Linked DNA regions of Mus musculus: region 1 is linked to region 2. A link is a contact called in public HiCAR-type data. All regions are on one chromosome and are shown on one strand. The core of a region is the stretch at or near the end of the contact, and the rest is flanking DNA. Distances in the headings are between cores, read along the strand shown.

What was found. HiCAR-type assays count read pairs that join an accessible place to other places.
Region 1: a HiCAR-type map of fibro-adipogenic progenitors shows a contact between it and region 2, with 2.9 times the contacts expected there. The contact joins two enhancer-like sites. A contact is called at or near these places in 1 of 39 promoter capture datasets (the C10 cell line), 6 of 484 Hi-C or Micro-C datasets (bone marrow-derived macrophages, brown adipocytes, cerebellar granule neurons and 2 more) and 2 of 115 datasets of contacts at active chromatin or transcription factors (fibro-adipogenic progenitors and pancreatic cancer cells).

Annotation. Positions count from the first base shown.
Region 1 is chr15:59,844,246-59,847,351 of GRCm38.p6, reverse strand. No RefSeq gene overlaps it. Among named protein-coding and RNA genes, the nearest start is that of Gm36819, 22 kb to the right of the region's middle. Within about 2 kb of position 1,836, at least 69 of the 459 cell types and tissues checked have an H3K27ac peak or open chromatin away from gene starts, as enhancers often do. A contact at or near this core is called in brown adipocytes, fibro-adipogenic progenitors and pancreatic cancer cells, where this site is marked.
Region 2 is chr15:59,548,682-59,551,767 of GRCm38.p6, reverse strand. All of the region lies in intron 4 of Nsmce2 (NSE2/MMS21 homolog, SMC5-SMC6 complex SUMO ligase), which reads right to left. Among named protein-coding and RNA genes, the nearest start is that of Gm36677, 68 kb to the left of the region's middle. Within about 2 kb of position 1,532, at least 98 of the 459 cell types and tissues checked have an H3K27ac peak or open chromatin away from gene starts, as enhancers often do. A contact at or near this core is called in brown adipocytes, fibro-adipogenic progenitors and pancreatic cancer cells, where this site is marked.

The DNA of each region.
Region 1 (3,106 bases), core at 587-3,086, 300 kb before region 2:
GAAAGGCCATAGTCTCTGAAAAGCCATAGTGACTGAAGAGGCAGTGGCAGGAAGATTTTTTTAATTCTAGAATTTGAGACCAGCCTGGGCAACTTACAATGACTCCACCCTTTTTAAAAGGTGAGTCTACTAATTGTAAATCTTTTAATGCTAAAGGCTGATTCACTGAAAAGCAGAGAGGTTATGCAGCTTGCCCAAGTTCTCTTGCAAGCAAGAGACAGAGTCATGGTCCATACCCCATCTTGCTGCTGCTGATGCAGAGCTTGGCTAGAGACAGAAGGAGATCCAGTAAATAGAAAGGAAGAAAGCTCTAAAGAGAGAAGAGGAAGCCTTAGCAGCACCCCATCATGGTCAAAGGCAAGACAAGATGCCTGCTACCATCAGCACTGACACTGACATTGAACATGAAGCAGACGAAGAAGCAGACAGGGAAGAAAAAAAAAAACAAAACAGATTGGAAAAGGACTCTCTGGGAGGCACCCACGGATTCTGAACCTCTAAGGGAAGACCTCTTTCCTCTGTAGACTGGTCAGTTAGCCCAGCCTGCTGCCACTCAGGAATCAGACATCATGAGTCTCGGTTGCCGCCCCACCTCATGCAGCTGAGCAAACTTGAGCAAGCATGTCTCCTTGGAACCCCTATATCCTTAGATCTCTCAGCAGCAATGGTTCCTTGGTAGGTTGTCTGAGCCGTATATGAAGGTAGCAAGCGAGACAACAATGAGATGGAGTCATTCTGAGCCCTGATTCTGGAACTAGCCAGTTGGTCCCCCATTCCTATGACACATTAGTTATAGGTCATAAGTGATACACCTTGCATCTCTGTGCTTCAATCTCCCATCAGGTAGGGATGATGGTACCAATCTTCTAAGGCCAGCAAGATGGTTAGAGTGAGCCAATACTCATAAATTACTTTGAGCAGCAGCTTGCAGAACAGTACAATAGAAACAGGTGTCAAATTAAGATCTAAATGATGAAACGGAGCATGCCAGTACACAGGAGCAATCCCAGCAGTGAGGGGAGCAAGAGCATCATGAGTTTGAAGCCATACTAAGCTATATAACAAGACCCTGTCATTTATTATAAATATATGTATGTATATGTATACATACATACATACATACATACATACATACATACATACATATTGGCTCCTGAATCAACAAACAAAGGCTAATGTTCTTAAGGAAGGGCTCTCAGATATGTCCTCTGGCTTACACATACACACACACACACACACACACACACACACACACACTCATACACACATACACACAAAATAAATAGGAAATGAAGCAAGAGACCAAAGTTCATAATATACATATAGAAGAGTGTTGTGGTAACATTGATTATTTGATTTAATTGTGTTATACAATATGTGCTAATTTTTAAAAGGGAAACATTAACAGGAAGTTGTACCTGTGGGAGAAAAGGTTTTTTTCTCTCCTCCTCACAGGACAGGAATTACAACTGATTCAGAATTTTGTTTAAGAAGGAAACCCAGACTCTGAAGGCATCATAATTTGCAGAGGTGGTTTGGCAAGAGAAAAAGGTTGGATTTTCTGCTCAACTCTAAGTCTTTGCCCAGTTTCCTCCCATGTCTGGGCAGGTGGACCGAGAGAGTAGGACCCTGAGGGCTCCTCCATTTGGCCATCAGAGTGCCATCTGTTGGTGATGACCTGCTCTAACACCGTGTGCCTCAGTGAGGGACAAGCTCATGTCAACCTCTGGCCCAGAGCAGGTATTGAGTAAGCCCTTCCTGTCTCCATGTGCCTCCCCTTGGAAGATTCGGATTATTCCGGACCTAGAAGCAGGCTTCCTCAGGCCATGGCCACATGCCTAGATGACTCACACCTAATTCCTGTAACACTGATCTTCAGGGCTCCAGCTTGGGCCAGCTGATCTCTGAATCCTTTCATTCCTCCTGACAAATATTATTAAGAATAACACGGAACACCAGGGATGTCTCAGGCACTCGGCTGCTAGGCACCAGGAACACAGCCATGAACTAATATGGGAAGGAGATTAACAACTAGAACATAACAAGTCCTGTTAGGTGGGATCACCGGGGAGACATTCCAGCCCAGTGCAGGGCAGGGACATGAGGAAGGAACAATTGCACAACATCTGCTATGTGGTAAGCACAGACCCATTCATTCCCTTTTTGCTAACATACTCAACCATTCTGTAAGGTAGGTGACGAATCCTCAACTTACCGTCATGGTCAACGAAGAGCAGACAGACTCAGAAACTAGCCTAAAGTCACACAGCCAGGACATAGTTCAATCAGTGCACACAGTGGGATTCCAGAACTCATGCTGTCTGCCATCATTCAGCCTCCACAGTGGGCTACAGTGTCACTTGCCTGGTACCCCAACACTTTTCTCTTTAACATTCTAATTCTTTCAAGTCTAGAAAAGAGTGAGTTACCACCTAGACTACCAATGCCGTATTCATATCGAGAACCAGGAATGAATCTCATTCTCCAGGGAACGGTTGTTTCAAGGTCATTGATATCTGTAGAATGATCCTTATGGGTGATAGTTTGAATGTGCAGGTATAACTTACAATATGACTAGATTCATTTAAGTCCAGTTCAATGAACTGAGGCCAAACATGATCCGATCTTGCACCAGACGCTACATCCCATCTCTATCCTGACTCTGGACTTAAGTAAGCTCTCAAGATCCAGTTTCAGAGACAAGAAGTAATCTCGTCTCAATGCAGAGTGCTGACCCATATACAATCACAGTGCATCATTTGGGGGAAACCTCCCAAGAAGGGGCAGAAATATCATAAGAGCCAGAGAACCAGGACACTCAGTGTTAGATAGTATCATCTAGACATGACAGGAAAGCTACACCCATGAAATCTCAATATGGTTGTCTAATCAAGACTTGCATAATAACAACTCCAGTTGATGTGCCAAGGTAGATGGGAAAATTTCACAAAGTTCCATGCCTAGACAAAGAGCTACAGATGATCATTGGGGGACTTCAAGAACCAGCTTTCTCCAAGAACAGTGACCCCTGATAGGTTGTCTAATCCCAAGTGGTCAGCCTGTGCATACAAAACAACACTAAACAGACTCTGGAAGCTGTGCCTGT
Region 2 (3,086 bases), core at 283-2,782:
TTTCCTTCTTCCCAGCTTGGGTTTTAAGTAAAACAATTAATTAAATGAGCTAACGGGATTTCTTTCTCTCTGGTGTCTGATCCCACGCAGCACTTGAGGACAGTTGTTTCCTTAGCTGGCAATGACTCGGCAGAGGAAAGGGATTGCCGCTTTTGCTGCTGCTGCTGCGGCTGCTGCTGCTGGGAATCAGATCCAAGTCCTCTGCCAGGGGCAAAACCAAATGCCTCAGTGGTCCCCAGAGCACACCTTTGCCCATTACACAACGGCAGCAAGGAGGAAGCAAGCAGGCAGCTGACTAGACTTCCAGCTACTCTGTCAGAATCAATCTAGTTTCCACTGCAGGGATTAATCTAACATGCTGAGAGACGGCGCGGGCTTTCCCCTTTAGCCAATATGAAGCCATCACTAAGCCATACTCTTTACTTTTATTTATTTATTTTTATTTTTTATTTTTTAATGGTTTTTCGAGACAGGGTTTCTCTGTATAGCCCTGGCTGGTCTGGAACTCACTTTGTAGACCAGGCTGGCTTCGAACTCAGAAATCCACCTGCCTCTGCCTCCCAAGTGCTGGGATTAAATGCGTGCACCACCACACCCGGCTTTTACTTTTATTATAAGTGATTACACATAAGGCATTGCATAAACATGCTTGGTTAGTGGTTACATTGCAATCCAGCAGTAGTATGATGCAGATATTCAGTGTCTTAATAATTGAACTGGAAAATTATAAAAGTGGGCTTCAGGAGGAGGCCAAAGTGAACTACAGTGACTCATCGCCAGGGCCATCCTGACCTGAGCCTTCACTGAGATGTGCTCTTGACAAGAGAATGGTGCAGAGAATGACAAGATGTTTCCCTTCACAGGGTTCCACTAGTGAGGAGCCACAAAGAGCAGAAAACTAAGATACCAGCCGATCTTCTTTTGGAAACTGTGCTGAGATCAGAATGCACAAGCATACTTGCGATGTACCTACCAGTCACTGCTCTCGCTTACTGGCCACTCCTCCAGCTCCAGGCACTGCTCCAGATTATTCCTTTTATCCCCCGTGAACATCTTATAATGTCCCAATTCTCATGTCAGGGATGAAAAGACCAAGGAGCGGAAAAGGTTACATAACTTGCCGCCTCTCACGGTTGGTGGGCTGGAAAGGAACTCCCTGCTCTCCGACTGCACTCTGAGTGACGCATCGTCTCTACTTGACATTTTGGGGCTCTGTCCCAAGTACTCTGTAGGGTCCTAACAAAATGGTTCACATATTTTCCTGATGTTTCACACAGCTAATTACACAACCAATTAGTTTCCCAACCAAAAGATAGCATCTACGGTTTCTGCCTCTACTTCAGTCTGCTTAAGTTCATGGTAGAGATGAAAATGAAATCGGCCCCCAGCCTACATGTTTATCATCTTTTGGAGGTTCTCACAGGACAGATTTCCTGCTTAAAAACCTTTTAGCCAGACTGCTGCTTCTTGTTTTGACAGTCCAATCTTATTAGATCATGTTCTAGCACAATGCGGGCCTTGCTCAATACTCTGAAATTTCAGACCTACCAAAGCTATGAGCAACTTTTTGATTGAGAAGTCCACGACCTCATGTGAAACCAGAGTCATGGGAATTGGAAGAAATGCACAAAACCCCTGCGATGGTAAAGTGAAATATGACAACGGTGGAGTGACGTGACCCACAGTTCCAGGAGACATGCTTCCTCACGGTCATGACTACATGACAGCGTCTCTAAGGACTCCATGTGCTGGCCTGCTTTCAGCAGTGTTCAAATCGCCCTCACGTGGTTGGCAGGTGGCCAGAGAATAATGAGGTGGTAGGAAAAGGGCAGATTTTGCCAACGGAGGTTAGGTAGTCTAAATGGAACCAAGAGAGGGGCTGGCCATACAACGGGTGAGAAAAGGGTGTGTAAGGGGTGGGGGCAAACGGCTTACTGATGCAGTGATTTGCAAAGACTTGTTCACATTACCTCTGTACTATGGACTCATGACTCAGTTTTCAAGCCAGTGGAAGCCAAACAGGTATCTCGTTTCCCCTCTGCAGCTCCACACTCCCTTCCCCACAGACAGCCTAGCTTCAAACCTATGAGCAGCCAAAAGGGGACAACTAAGGATATGTTTAGCATGTACACTGCTGGGAACCATGGGGCAGAGGGAGAAGAGCTGTGACACAGAAACACCAGCAGGTAGGGATCGTCTTCAACTGTGTGACTTTACAAGAGGATTGATCAAAGAATGCTGCCCTTAGGAATTATATCTTAAAGCACACTGTAGGCCTGAGACTCAGTATTTGGCAACTTGTTAAAATTAGGTCAGGAGTGTGATGAGGAGAATTTGTACTTTTCACTTTTATTGTAGAGAAAATGGCACAGGACTCTGTAGGAACACTGTTAAACCTGCATCCAGGAAGTAGGCCAGGCTGAAGCTACGTCAAGGTAGAAGGGTCAATGAGGGACCTCCATGTCACTGAGGCAGACAGCCTCTACACGGCAGCCTGTGCTGTCAGAGACAGTACTAAAAGAAGCTGGAAATGCTGATTCTGATGGGAACCCTTCTAACTGGTGTATGTTGCAACCGAAGATACATGTGTATACAACTCCCCTGGCCAACCCAAACACATCTGTGGCTGGAACCAGCACACTGAGAGCTGGTGTCTGACCTTGGTGACCACAGTGATGACTCTTAACCCTTACAGCACAGAGAGGAAACAAGCGCTGGCTTGTCTTCCATAAAGTCACTTACACCGCTGCCTGGTCAAAAGACTCTTTGTAAGTCCAGCCTGTGGGACCTGCAGAGAGGTCCAAGAAGGCCATGGGCCTCCTTCACTAACAATGCCAAGCCTGTCGCTGTTGAGAGAGGGAGGTATTCTGAGGTCTTTGGGAGAATTTAGAAAGGTGTCAGTCAGGAAGATGAGGTGTTTGGTGGCTTCATACTGAGTTATGACCACCTGCTCTGAGCTCTCTAACTGCTTATTTAAAACTGCAGGGTTTGTTTCTTGTTGCCATGAGTGCCAAAGGAGCCCAACAGACATGTCATATAGGGCTGTCAACTGGCAGCTCAAAAGGTCTCCTGGAAAATTTCATTCG